Linked DNA regions of Arabidopsis thaliana: region 2 is linked to region 1. The links are chromatin contacts, called in public capture Hi-C maps. All regions are on one chromosome and are shown on one strand. The core of a region is the stretch at or near the end of the contact, and the rest is flanking DNA. Distances in the headings are between cores, read along the strand shown.

Region 1 (7,416 bases), core at 2,449-4,948:
TTAAACAGCGGTTCCTGGACTGGAATCCCTGGTTACTGCCGGTTTTCATTTGCATTGGAAGATAGTGAGTTTGACAAGGCTATTGAATCGATAGCTCAGTTTAAAAGCGTCCTTGCTAACTGAAACGTGCCAGTTTCATTTACGATGTCATCAACTTGAACTAAAGGGCATTGTGCATTGCTGGTTCTGAGACTTAACACGTCGCTCTTCTTCTGCGTTCCTTTGTTCTGTTGTTTCTAAATAACTCGCTTCCCGTTTCTTGGTCAGCCCCATAACGGGTTTACTTTTTGGAAGTATGATATTTTCATGCTAATAAAGGAGTCATAAAACTTTGAATAAGTCTTATATTTTAATGTGAATAAGTCTCCTTGTTTCTATGATGTTTTTTTCTTTTATGTTCGATCTTGGGCTCTCTATGATGTTCCAGAAAAAAAGAATGTGTTCCAGAAAAGATATCAAATAAGTATCTCAAAATGAATCCAAAGCTAAATGGTTTTTGACACCTCTACCAATTCATACATTCTAGATCTGGTACTATGTATGTTTCGTGAACCCAAAGTTTCTGACTTTCTGTTTATGAACCTGTGTAACAATCATGATGTGAGAATTGGTACACAAAGAAGATTCATCTGTTAAATTACACCAGTGGCATTCTCACAATTTACAAAAGCTACATATCGTTCTATTTTTTACAGCCTGGTTAATAAAACGTGTACCAACCAAAACCTGTTTTTTTCTTCATGAAACCAAGACAGCAAAATTTAGAGTGTGACAGTGAAATAACTATAAAAGCCGATTCAGGTCGATGACCAGTCTCAACAGGCGATGTTTACTCCCCCTCCTTCACATGACATAACCTAGCCCGGCCAGGATTAAGCAGAGATTCTGACATTCTCCAACCCTATCAAAATGGAATTTTCAGATGCACACTCGATTAAATAACTTAAAAAGGATATAACAGGTTTCTCCCAAGTTACCTGTTCTGCAGCCCTGCTTTTGAAGACGCCATATGATGTGGAAACCATTTCACACGACTCAGCAATACGAGACTCGAGCTCATATTCCGTAGGAGCAAACGCAGGATCTAATTGCTCCACCGATCTTGGGTTACCATCTTTTGATTGATTCATGAAATGAAGAAGCACATGTGCCTGTGATATATGATCATGTAACCGAATGAGAAAATTTAGGCCAAAATTACTTCGTCTCAACAGAATAGTAATTAAACAGATACAAAATCATCCTACATGAAATGCTGCTTTGAGAATGTCATCTGAGTTAGCCTGATGTTTGAGCAGTGCATAGACTTTACCCTTGGTAGGGCTGTACGTTACCATGTATCTTTCTTTCTGCCATTAGTAAAGAGAATAAAGTCAATTACAGTATCAAGATAAAGCGGTCAAGGCTTGATATTAAGGGAAAAAACACATACATCGAAAAAAGGCTTTACAGCCATATACGTGCTGGGGTCTTGGAATGCATCCTTAAATCTGGCTCCTGTCAAATTGTATGAAAAACCTAATCAGTAAGGGTAATGAAAAAGGAATATAATTTATATGGAATGCTTGATAACACATACCAAGCATCACTGGCCGATCATCCACCCATGGAAAAGTGAATATCTTTTCTTGGATATTACCTTCCTGCAATGAGGGAACCCGCCCTGCAGATAGATGGAAAGTTCAATCTGTGAAGTTTGAATATGACAAACCTCAAAAGGGGTGGGAAATCAGAGCTCTAGGAGCACACTCAAGTGCATGCTAGCAAAGTGACATAGCTTACCCGTCTTAAGAAAGGACTCCACTGCTACTGTAAATCTAGCACGGTTTAGTGTATGCAATACTACAGATCTAACCTGTAAAGGACACAGCCACGTTTTTTGAGCAATAAATCAAGAGAACCCCAAGTACATAAAAAGAGATATACTTGAAACAGAGCTGGATTCTACCTCTTGGTACGAGCTCATGAGATAGCCACATGATAGAAGACCAAATGTTGTGACCAACGAAGGATTTCTTTTTGATATCAGGATGCTAAACCCAGTTCCCATCTTCACATAGAAAATAATAAAAACAAATGAAAATTTTAGAGCTCAAAAAGAGATCAAACAGAATCTATTTCGACCCTTAAGCAACAAGTAGCAAACTAGCAATGTAGCCACCTTTAGTTCAAATTTAATTCCGCTTGACAGATTAAACCAACAAAACACCCAAGAAACAATGAAAACTAATGTTGAAAAAGGGTCATACCAGATCTGCAATATTACCAACACACTCTCCTTTAGCAGTTACGTCTCCTATGTTTTCTCCTTTAGCAAAGGCTTTATAGATCGGTGTACGAGTAGACGTTGATGTTACTGCTGCAACATTCTGTGATAAAACAAATGATTGATACAAAAACAAAAATCAAAGACCAACAATAACATTGAAATCGAATAGCAATTATGAGTGATAAAAGATGATAAAACTACCTTAACAACATTAGCAGCACAAGCCAGTGGAAGAAAAAGATGTGGAACTGCAGCCGTCGCCAACTCTACACCAGCACCGAGCTCCATCAATAGATCACCAGCAAACCGTAACTGCAAGCCAAAGTGAGTTTAAACGTGAGAGAGAGAGTCAACCATCGCATTTGTTAAGTAATGGAATAAGTACCTGTTTCAAATCATAATCAAATTTCTTTCCCTGCCTCGCAAAAAGCATTTTCCCAACACGCCCAGCACCATCCTACAAGAATTACATTGATATTCAACAATGAGTGAGTAAGCCATGTTTTAAAGGATTGTTATACATGCATGATGCATGAAAGGATATACGAGAAAGGAAAACCTTGAGAATCCAATTGATGGCAACAGCAGCAGAAGCAGAACTGTTTCTTGAAGCTCCAACAGAATTAAGAAGAGTTTGAGTAGTAAACACACCCATAGCTCCACCAAAGAAATGCTACACAGTCAAAAAGATCAATCATTTACACTGAATTCTAAAAAAAAACTTTTAGAGAGTAACGAAACATACTTTCAAAGCTCTCCAAGTCATATAAGGAACATAAGACTCATTAACACTCCCAGGAAAGCCTTCAGGTACAACGTAAGATCTAAGAAACGAACCCACTTCCTGTAACAAATCACCAAAAACAAAAATTGAACACATTTCACATATTTAGGAAAATTCAAAAAAAGAGTTCATCAATGGAACAAGGCATACATCAAAAGGAGTCTGAGGAGACTCCAAGCTAATAGCACGAACTGAATTCTTCTTGAATCTCCCAGAACCATCGCTCTCAGCGACATACTTAAACCGACGGCCATCGATTTCTTCGCAACAGATCAATCTCAGAGTCGAATGAAGAAATTGAGAATCTGGAGGTGGAGGAGAGTGAGGAGGGAGATCATCAACGGGAGGAGAAGCGAGAGAGGCGCTGATTCGGAGAGTTTCACGGGAAAGGAGACGGACGGAGTCGGAGGCAATAGTGTCAGGTGGAGAATGGTGTGTGAGCTTGACGCTTGGCATTGTTGTTGTTGTAAATCTAATGAAGGATCGATGAAGAAGGGATTTTAATGGAGTGTCTCTCCGGCGGAGGAAACGAGGGAAGCTCTGTAGAAGAAGAAGCGAAACCAGTTGTTCCACAAACAAATTCACCTCCAATATTTTATTATTATATTTATCTCTTCTTTTATTCTTTTTAGTCCCACAGTGTATATCTGACAAAATAAAATAAAAATTCTGATCAAACTAGACATTTAAAATACTTTAAGTTACTTTCTCACCAAAAAAATAAAATATTTTAAGCTACATAATAGAAATAATCTATTGAATAAATTGTTGTGTTTTGCACCCTGATAATTCGATTTTTGTAACGAGGCAAATTTTGTTAATTAAATATCAGATTCAGCTCATAACATGTGAATGGTAAGTAAGCTGAAATCAAAATGTTCAGTAATGTAGTCTGATTGTGCCTCCTCCCACGTGATTATAGACTACTATCACTTGGAATTATCATTGGAAAAGTCATTACCTGAAATCTACCATAGAGCTATCAACATCACATCTTCCTTGCCATGTTTTATACATTCTGAGGCTCCGAATGGTGACTGCGTTTTGCGGTGCGGAAGAAGTGCGGTGCGGTTCAAATAGGAACGAAAATACATAGATACATATGTATATGTAAAGATTTTGATACTGTTACAGCACTGTTGCGATACGGTTTTGGTTACCATTCACAGCCTGAGTATCACCACCTACTTTTGTTTGTCATCTGTCAAAACATGAATCTCAAACATGTAGAGAAGCAAAGGAGGTGTTTGCATCAATGGCGAGGGATGACTCTAGCATCTCTAAGCCTCATTCGCGAATGATTATTGCCTTATCGGGCATGCGTGGCCAAATTACCAAGCCTTTAAGGGTCCATGTGGTAGGTAACCGTCCTTACCCATTATTCAAACTTTTGTACATCCCAAGATCCGACCCACCGTACCAAGAATTAGACTAGGAGTTTACACAACACGATTTACTTAAAACTAATTTACGCTATGAACTACATGATTCGAGTAGGAAATACAAAAAGTGAATCGTAAGATATCTCATTCAAGTTTGCTACATCTGATCCAATACCAAAACAGAAAGAGAGTGTATCATAGAGAAGAAAGATCAACACTCTCTTCAATATTTTAACCCAAAGAATGCATCCATTGAGAGAGAGAGAGGACCAATACAAGAAAACAAACATGTCAACTCAACAACATTTACACGCCCCCAAAATCATCTCATCAACAACTGGAGACTCTACAAAATAGAAAGCTTTTGGAAAAGCAGAGCTGAAAAGAGAAGATCAAAAGTTATTGACCATTCACCTTCTTAACAAATGTAAGATGGGTTTGGTTTCAATAGCTGCCATGAGATCTCGCTGATGAAACAGACTGAGCTGACACTGAAGCAGTCGGACTGTGGACATCCCCGTTGTTGCCCTTTGTCTTGCCACTCAATCTTTCCATCGCATCCACACATATGTCATTGAACCAATCGTCTTCTGGCAGCTCACTGCACATCATTCACAACCACATTTTAATCATTTATACTTACCATAAAGGCTAAAACATTGCAAAACACCCTCAAAACCGATGTACCTATATGGATCTATCCCTGTTGCGGTGAAAGCTGCTAAGGCTTTAGATATTATCTCATTAGTTCCCCTGTGCAAATTCCTCGATAGGTAGCGACCTTGGGATGCAAAGCATATGACAAACTTCATGTCCAAATACAGCTGTGACAGATGCAGGTTGTTTGTTAACAAAGGTACACAACAATTTCGATGCTCGCTGAATATACATATACAGAAGCAAGAATGAGTGTACAAACCTGCCGTAGGCCAAGAGGTCCCAAAGGTCGAGGACCTTCCTCAATGTCATCCCAAAAGCTCTGGTCTCCAGAAAGCCATAAGATCACAGTCTCTGTTAATCGCATCAACAAAGATATGGCGAATCTTTCTCTTCCTACAAACATATCTGCTGCTAGACTTGCCATCCTGTTAAGTTTGGCAAAAAGTTCCTGTTTTCCAACGACGCAACACCCAAAGTATAAGAATATTAAGCTAAAAAAGACAGAAAAAAATCATGTTCTTGAAGTGGACAGTAGACTATGACAAACATGGATTCAACTCTACAGTATCCAATCTGCCGATAAGAGTTCCCAAGTGACTACACATCTGGGTACAGTACTTCATAAAGGCTAACTGGACTGATGGAAATGAAACAACAACTACCTGGAATATCAGAGATGGAAAGAAGTCCACATCCTCGCCATTTTCATCTATGTTTACGTACATATCCGCAGACAGATGGCTATCTCCTTCCTCAGTAAAAATGAGATCCAAGGCATGCTGGCGACAAAACGCATCTTTTAACTTGTCAACAGTACTAAGTAAACGCCTCTTCCATTCTCGTTGTTCAGGATTACGATTTTGTCTGTCCAAAGGTCTCCTTAGGTCGTCTGTCCTCTGACCAGTCTGATCAAGAGAGAGTTTCATGGCAGCACGTGGAAGTAATTCATCCGCTAGCAATGATGCATTTGCGAGTAATGCAAGTTGGTTTGCCTCCGTCTCAGCCATTTGGACAATCTTATTACATGAACTTTCAAAATTTGGATCTTCTTCTTCTATCGAACCAGGAAGTGCTCTTACCAGCACATCTACATATGAGTTAAACACCCGAAACAGACCTTCCAGAGCTTTACTTCCCAATTGCATACTTAGCAGAGGTCCTACGTCCTCAAAGAAGTCCTGCAACAAAATACCATTATCAAAAGGATCTACTTGACAAATACATCCAAAGTTCATGACAGTCCACTTGGGAATCCTCTGCCTATCAGAGCAGCTAAGACAGAATTGGTACTGCCTAGAGTTTATAATAACTTTTCAGTGGGAACGCGAGTGCAAGTTCTAATCAATCGTCATCAACGATGGCTAGTCAATTTTACAGCTGATGTGTAAACTCATATTATAAGCAATTTTCATGGGATACTGGCATATCTAAGAGACACACCAGACGTCTAAGAGTGAAAAATATTTCATTTTTCTAGGCATGTCTGCATTTCCTAAGCACTTTATTTTTCTAGCACAACTTTAGAAAAAGGCTGAAAATTTCGGAGAAAAGTGTTTGTCAAGATAGTCTACCTGGACCATGAGATTAAACCGGTGGGCACTGGATGTAAGCTTATTCTGAAATGCTGTACTAGCATGACGACTACCAGCAGGAGGACTTGTCAGTACCCAATCATCTGCAGCAGCCATAGCTGCAGTGTTTTCTTCAATTCGCTTAAGATTTGCCTCCAATGCCTGTTCCACAATAGGCTTAAAGTGCTTTAAAAGCACTGGGCAAAGGGACAAACCACGAGCTTCCAACAAAGAACAATGCCCAAGAGCTATCTGTGCACACTCTGCGGCAGCTCTTAGTCCTCCCGCTGCTGCAGAAGAAGCTAATGCATGCCTTTTAACAAGAAGGGAAAACGCCTCTGTTTGCTTAGTAGCCCAAGTCACAAGTTCAGAACTATATGCTGGCTCTTTCCCAAAGATTCCCAATGAGTCACTAGAAGCTTGAGAGATAGCTGAGAACACAAGCTGAGAAAGTGCAGCAGTGTACGCCCCTCCATATGAGGTGCTAGAAGGACGAAGACTTTGCATGTTGTATTGATATCTCTGGAAATGGGCATCAAGAAGTACAGTATGGGCTCGAGGACCATCGCCAAGCCTTTTGAGAGCTGCTATGGCTGACCGAAGTTCCCCACCTCGAGTTGAAGGTTGACAAGCAGCCTTGGCAAGTTGGTCAGCTAATTTTTGCTTGCGTTCGGCAATAGCAAACTGAAGAGATGAAAGTACAGAAGAGCTTAAAGTATGCTTTTCGTTTGCTTGAGATACTAAAATTTC
Region 2 (7,416 bases), core at 1,439-3,938, 43 kb after region 1:
GGAAACTGCCATTACAAGCATAATTTTAAATCTCGGACCTTTCCTGCAAGTTATGGAAAGAACAAATTAAGAAAATCGAAAAGAGGCAAAGAAATGATATTATGAAAGAGTAACTCGTTGGAAAATGACTTTATGAAAGAGTTAACTTGTTGAGAAATGACGTACTCGTTTATAATGCTATATGTGCGGAGGACTTTGTCCACAAGGTAGTTGTAAAGGCTTCCAAGCACACCACCAATAACTCCAAGGAATACTATTGCTAGCAAATCTGGAGTGCTATATAGCACTGGTCCCGAGTTTACATCAAACATGATGAGACCTCCTTTCCCAAACAGTCCACATCTCCCAGAGCGACAGAACTCAATCAAACTTCGTAAGACCACTGCTACAACTGCGGTAGTGAAGAATGTCCTCCAGAGAAGGGCATTCCTCCACCTAACGATATTAAAAAAGTGAGACATAATCTTTTCCAAATGGATATAGCAATATACGCAAACCGTCTAAACTCTACACTATGTATCACTTAGATTTCCTCGCTCACTAACTTCCATTTGCATAAAGAAGTCATGTTGGATACATTATGTTTTCAACTAGACAAACATGGTGACCTTCTTGCACTTTTGCATTAAGACTTCTAGCTGGGGAGAAGCTTCCCCTTTCAGAGTCTGTCTACTACAATGACTAGACTTGCATAAGGTATCACTCCTTGGATTAGTTATAAGGAGTTAGAGAGAAACAGAAAATACCATGAAGCAGCTTCTTCAAGGGCGAAAAGCACTCCTCCAACTGGAGCACGGAAGGCAGCTGCTACACCAGCAGCAGCCCCGCAAGTGATCAGGTCTCTTCTGTCTCTATCGTTTTTGAAGAATCTGAGCCACTTCCAAGTCAACCGGTACTTTTTGGAACCACCTTGTCCAAGTAAATTAGCAATGCAAGCACCAGTATGAACCATAGGCCCTTCTTTTCCAACTACAAATCCGGCAGCAACTCCAAATATAGAGCCAAAGATCTACCAATACGAAATATTTCGTATCAGAAAAGGCCACAGAGATGAACAAAGACATCAATGCTAAATTCAGGATGAACAAAGACTGCTTGGAAAGTTGTTTGGGGATCTTACCTTAACAAAGAGGGTGCTTGGAGCTAATATTGAATAAGCATCTATACCATTGAGATATGCTTTAACCTCAGGTATGCCAGATCCTGCCGCCGCAGGAGCAATAAAAGCACAGAGTGAAGCAGCAGCAGTTGCCAAAATTAAGTTACAACCAGCAAATGCAAAAAATGCCTGGAAATATCTGCAGTATTTGAGAAACATCCGATGTCATTTATCATTCTGATCCACACATATATCCCTGTGAGCCTTAATTCTCATAACAGTATTAACCATTAAGAAATTTAGATATAATCAGTGAATAAACAGTAACTGAAACAGGATAGAAAGTGCTAAAAAATGGCGTAGAAGCAGAGATAAACAACAAAAGCTAGACTTACTTTTCCTTGAGCATGAGATTACCGATGAGCAAGAGTTTAAATCCAGCTATATTCTCAACACCAAGGTTATTCAAAAAGCCAACAAGTCCAGTAGCTAAACCAATAAGAAAAGCAAGCGCCCATTTGAGAAACGTATACTGAAGTATCTCAATCTTCTTCCTAGACCTCCAGTCTTGCTTGAAAAAATCATTTTCGAAGATCCTGCCAAATAAAAATCCCAAGTCAAGATCCTGATATGTTTACATAAGCTATAATCATTCACACCAAATTAGGCAAGACACCAGTAGGAGACACACACAAAGACAAAAAGTCAAATTCAGTCTGAAACTATGATTGCATCATCATAAAGACCCCAAAAAGATTTGCACTTTTCTCAATCTAATAGATTGTATAGCATACCTATTGCTAGGTGAAGTGGCTATGATGTCTCTCAAAAGCTAAAAGCTTCAATTTTTACCCAAAAGTATTAAAAATGAAAACATTATGATTTAAAAATTATACATGGGATGGGACCCAAAATGTTACATAATCCAAAACTTCATAGACTCATAATCAAATTTGAGATGAAGTTTAAAAACTAATCGAAAACATTTAAGCATATTAAAGTCTAATTGCCAAAGTTAAAAACTTTATCCAGAAAAAAGAACGAAACATCAAGTTATGTGCAGAAGAAAAGAGAAGAGGGAGAAAAAGGACAGACTCGTAATCAAGGCTTTCGATGGGACAAGTATTAGCTCCGACAATAGCGATCTGAGAAGTTGTGTTCTTTCGATTCCTAGCGAGAAGAGGCTGTCGAAATCCGACAGATCCATCGTCTAGAATCCCAGATATCTTCCTCTCGAAACCATGTAAAGCTCCTCCTTCAACCTCTATATCATGATGGTCTCCTTCGTGCCGATCATCCATCTCTCCTCCACGATCTTGTTTTTTTAAGAAAATAAAATTGTTTGTTTTCGATTTCCGATCAGATTACAAAGCCACAGAAATGGAAAGCTATATAATTGGGCACGAGATTCCTGGAATCATGAACCTCTCGCGCTCAAGCAGATGCTAAAAAGTCGATTTTTTTATTGTTTTTTTTTCTTTTTTGTTTTTTTTTGAGGGAGGTCGTAGAGTGGTATGGGTCAGGAATTTTGTTTTTTTATTTGATCCTAATTTAGGCAAAACTAAACTCTCTTTCTTTGTTATGATTTTCATAAGGATATATTCTTCTAAATAAATAAAAAAGTCAATAACAAAAAAAAACTTGCATAAATAAATTATCTAATTATGAAAATTTTCATAGTATTGTTTTTGCCCAACAAATTTGTATACAATCGTGATATTTTATGGGGGAAAAAACTATTTGTTTTTTATATATATTATTTTGAATTGATTTTTCATAAATAATTTCTCTCAAATTTTACAACTGTGTCCGATATACTTATATAAAAATAATATATGTATATTTTTTTCACATGATCTTGTAAAGTTTGTTTTGATTCTAACTCAATTACAGATATTTTTGAAATCTTACTTCTCATGTGTGTTTATTTAGTTTCTAGATATGAAAATTTTGTTGTTAAAATTTTATAATGATTTTTAGTTCCCAAAACTGGATTTCAACAAGAAACCAAATGAGCCCAAACTAGGGTAGACATCGTCCAATTATACGAACCACTGTGTATTTGCCAGACTTGTTGAAACATCACACAATTCAAGAGAAGAACAAAATCTATTGGATTTAACATTAAAACCAAAACAAAAAACAACATCTATTGGTTAGAAAGTCTTTTAAACTTTTATGAGAGGTGGCTACTGGCTAGATCCAATCAAATTAAGATGTCTTTGGTGTAAATCAGTTGATCCTTCTCTTTTTTTTTTTTTTTTAGTTATTAGATCAACAAGGTATGCATTCACTTTTTAACAATTCTTCTTATTCATGCAAGATGGAGAAACACGATAAAGAAATGCAGATATTGTTTTCCTTTAGTTATGGAACCTGACCTTGACATATTTTATTATTGCAAAAATTTATGGGGAAATTGATCGGATCCAATCGTTTATTGTCTCATCAAAATCATGGTTTCCTACCGAATTAATTTCTTGATTGTGTTGTAATACACATGTTGAATTCATTCCAAGGAACACTCTCAAGTTTTAATAGATTGTGGGGTTAGTTTTAAAATCTGCCACAACTGTATAATTATTAATCAACTCGATCTTTGTTTTGATGGTTTTTCAACATTTGATAGGCCAGTCGACATCTTAGTGTCTCCACTTCTTTTATTTTGAGTATAATGGTGAAAGCCACAACTAAGATATATTAACATCCGCAATGAGTTAATGTACTCACGATAGTTGAACTTTGTTTGGAAGCTCCTAACTCTCTGTTTTTTTTTTTTTTGATCAAGCGGAAGCTCCTAAATCCTATCTAGCTAAAAGACCATCATCTCCAATGTATGTTTTTTACTCTAGAATATAGTAATTCTAAAATAGAGTAGGGGTTTTCTCAAATGTATCATTTTATTATATTTTATTCTAAAAAGAATAGAGTAAACATTAGAGTTACTCCACATATATATAGAGTAATCATATCCTTTACTGTGTTTTAGAATGATGTATAGAGTGTGGAATTAAAAATGATTTTACTCTAATAAATATAGAGGGAAAATTTAAGTGGAGTTGAAGACACCCTAAGATATCTACAAAAAAAATGATTGTGTTAAAACTATAGAAATCTTCGTTGACATGTTGCGGAATATGGATGCTAGTGGTACAAGCCATAACCTATATCTTTGTATACAAGAAAACAGTTTTATGGAATGCTTTTGAAATCAAATCATATGAGTTTGGATTTAAGGGCCGTTCGCGGGTGAGAGCAAGCGACGGGCACAACTGCAAGAGCACCGTGGGAATATCCTGAATATTCCAAAGGCCATACCATATACATGGTTGCAGATCTGAAGGATCTAGGATTTAAACTTTTAGGGTAGTTGCATTAATAACGTGGACATCAAGGTTCTAGGATAGAATTTTGAATCAATCTTCGTCGACTTATTGTCAGACTACCATTATTTATCAACTACAACGTGCATTTACTATATAAAAAATAGTTTTCTAGATTATTAATATAGTGTAGTGAAGTCTTAAACGCAACAATATATAGAACAGAAACATCATCAATATAAAATTAAGCATGTTTAATTAAATGATACATCGTCGGAATTATTTTTTATGCATCGGATAAACGTGTACGCATGAGAATGAACGTTTGCGTCAACTTTATCCCAAACATAAAGAACTAAAGAAGGATTCATTATCCTTTGCACAAAAGAAAAGAAACAAGAAAAAAAAATGATTCTTTTATCCATTAGAAAATAAAGAATTGAGCAGATTACACTATAATGCAATCCATATAATTTAGTCCTATACTTGTAATCATCAAATATATGTTAAGAAAATTAGGGATGGTTGAAGCTAGCCGTACTTAGATAATATAGTGGATGATATCATTGCCATAAATAAATTAGCAATGACTAACTAATGATGGTTTATTTCTAGAGTATTGGTCCAATGCCATAAAATGGTTTCAACTTAATAGTAATAATTACAAAATTTGAATTTAACTAGATTTCTCATTTCGATTTCTTAAATGGAGGAACAAATTGTAGATATGTCATATGTAATCTAATTTGTTCGTGCAGAGTTTTTGAGCAAAAAGTTATGCATGTGATTCTTGAATTAGTGAGAATTATTAAGGGCATCTCCATCAGTGAGATATTTTCTTGGTTTCTCAAAAAAGAAAGATATTAGTATTTTAATAAATATTAGTTATATAATTAAATTTTAACAATAAAATAATATTTGACCAATAAATGATATACAAGTGTTTTTATGGGTTTCTCAGAGTTTCTCACTTGAGAGACTAATTCTAGTCTCTCTCATACTTTTTGATTATATTTTATTTTTCTATTGAACAGTTTCTAAATGAGAAACCATTGATGGAGATGGTTAAACCACCAAAAAGTAAATAAGTTTGCACCAAAAAGAAAACTGTCAACCTCTCGGGACGCACCATGTGTGAGGGGAAAGAGAGTTTTCCTAAAAGACTTTGCAATGCTCAAATTAGAAAATAATAAAAAAGGGTTGGTTAAAGGAAAAAGCAAACGCATACAAAATGATTTGGATGTAAACAAGTGTGGATGTAAACAAGTGTGCAAGTGTTTGTGAGAATTTTGAAAGTTTCTTATTCTAGAGATAAATATTCTTCTTGAGAGAGATAATAAACTCAAGTTCAATCGCCTCTTTGAGTAAAGTTCATAGCTAAGTTTTGCAAGTCTTATGATTGCTAATGAGCTTAGTAATTAAATTGCTTTAGACATAAAGACATTCGGAACCGCTCTGCATGCCCTTGTGGGTTAACTAGTCAAATTCTACATTTAAATTCAAACTAAATCATAAATAAATTAATCATAAATTTTATAAATATTTGTATATTGATGTCGTTTACAAATTTTAGTGTTTTCTGTATGATTGATTATTCAAATTAATCTCTAAAGTTCGAGTTTTTGTTTGGTTAAAATAATTAAATAGTAAAGTAATAAGTATATTAAAGAGACAAATATAAAAAATATATAAATAAGTTGTTACTTTTTTAAGTCTATGTTTATTTTTCGAAAATTTAATTAATTTTGATATGAAACTTTCTTTAAAAATTGGACTATTCTACATACATTATAGCATTTGGAATAATGTATATACATTTATTAATTAAATTAGTTACATAAAAATACGCAAAAATAAAATAAAAATGAACTATTCATTTGACAGAGATCGTTAGTTTGAGTGGAAATGAATTTTAGATATCTAGTGACAGCATATACAGATAAATTATTAGAAGCTGGATCGAGCTTAAGAAAAATGTATGGACCTCTATCGAAATGTTTTTAAAAATCAATCAAAACAATCATCGGTGGTGGATGGTGGGGGGTTTGTGAACAATGGATGATGAAATGGTGGGCATGTGAACGGTGGATGGTAGTAACTTACATGGTGGATGGCTAAATCACGTATGGTGGATTGTATATTTTTGGATGGTGAATCGTTGAATGGTTGATTATGAATCCAATTTTTCTTCATTTGGTTTTTCTTTAAAAAATCTCATTTAGTAAATTGCGATGTTTTAAAAAGTGGTAGGGTTAAGCGGATGGTGATCAACGCCTAAAACAAATAATTGGAGTTTAAACTATTTTATGCGGTTAAGCATTTACAACATAAAAGGGATTTTTTTTTTTTTTTGACAAAAGGCTTCAATTAAACTTAAACCATAATCGGTACAATTGTTTTGAGGGCACATTTCGCGATAGCATCCGCTTCACGATTGTGATTTCTAGAGATGAAAGAAAAACTTGAGTGATGAAATTTAGAAGATAATTGCAGGATATCGTGGAAAATCCAGTGGAGTTCCAAAGGAGGATCCTTCGAGTTAATGGCTTCGATCAGTTGTTTTGAATCTGAAGCGATAGATAAAAGGTTATAAACATAATGTATAGATAAACGTTATACAAACATCCATTAGAAAAATAAAAATATTAAATCATTAACAAGAATTAGACCAAAATATTTACGTCGACGCGATTTTAGGCGGTTTAAGCTTTACACCAAAACATTTACGTCTACATTTATTTCTCACTTAAACCCAAAAATACATATTTCTCTAGTTATTTCAAAAATCAAAACTACCTACCGACATACTAAATTTTAAAACCTACCTATTTGACTAAACCACCCTTGTAAGAATCACTAGATGCCTTGATGCATGCACATCTAGAAACACATGTTTATGTTTATCCCTTGAATGGTGGAACTACCTTGTCAAAATTATGGAACGATAAATCTGTTTTGCTGAAAAAGCATTAAAGGTTAAACTTTCCACAGCAC

Evidence for each region. Capture Hi-C pulls out chosen DNA fragments and counts their contacts.
Region 2: a capture Hi-C map of shoot shows a contact between it and region 1, with 4 times the contacts expected there. The contact joins the promoter of CLC-C here to the promoter of RUS6 in region 1. A contact is called at or near these places in 3 of 26 Hi-C or Micro-C datasets (cotyledon, leaf and rosette leaf), 1 of 2 datasets of contacts at active chromatin or transcription factors (shoot) and 3 of 3 other capture datasets (root, seedling and shoot).

The regions. Positions count from the first base shown.
Region 1 is chr5:20,245,924-20,253,339 of TAIR10.1, forward strand. It overlaps RUS6 (root UVB sensitive protein (Protein of unknown function, DUF647)), which reads right to left and starts at 3,699. Exons shown (of 13, transcript NM_124360.4): 1 at 3,204-3,699; 2 at 3,015-3,113; 3 at 2,829-2,942; 4 at 2,655-2,726; 5 at 2,471-2,581; 6 at 2,250-2,369; 7 at 1,949-2,050; 8 at 1,783-1,855; 9 at 1,580-1,663; 10 at 1,433-1,497; 11 at 1,248-1,349; 12 at 978-1,151; 13 at 468-901. The coding sequence starts at 3,509. The coding sequence ends at 830. EXO84B (exocyst complex component 84B) reads right to left here. Exons shown (of 7, transcript NM_124361.5): 3 at 6,667-7,416; 4 at 5,758-6,273; 5 at 5,355-5,543; 6 at 5,123-5,259; 7 at 4,496-5,036. The coding sequence ends at 4,880. MMT (methionine S-methyltransferase) reads left to right here. Exons shown (of 12, transcript NM_124359.4): 12 at 1-475. The coding sequence ends at 123.
Region 2 is chr5:20,289,744-20,297,159 of TAIR10.1, forward strand. It overlaps CLC-C (chloride channel C), which reads right to left and starts at 2,689. Exons shown (of 8, transcript NM_124367.4): 1 at 2,195-2,689; 2 at 1,495-1,695; 3 at 1,121-1,298; 4 at 747-1,009; 5 at 166-435; 6 at 1-43. The coding sequence starts at 2,400. AT5G49900 (Beta-glucosidase, GBA2 type family protein) reads right to left here. Exons shown (of 21, transcript NM_124368.4): 20 at 7,347-7,416; 21 at 6,775-6,989.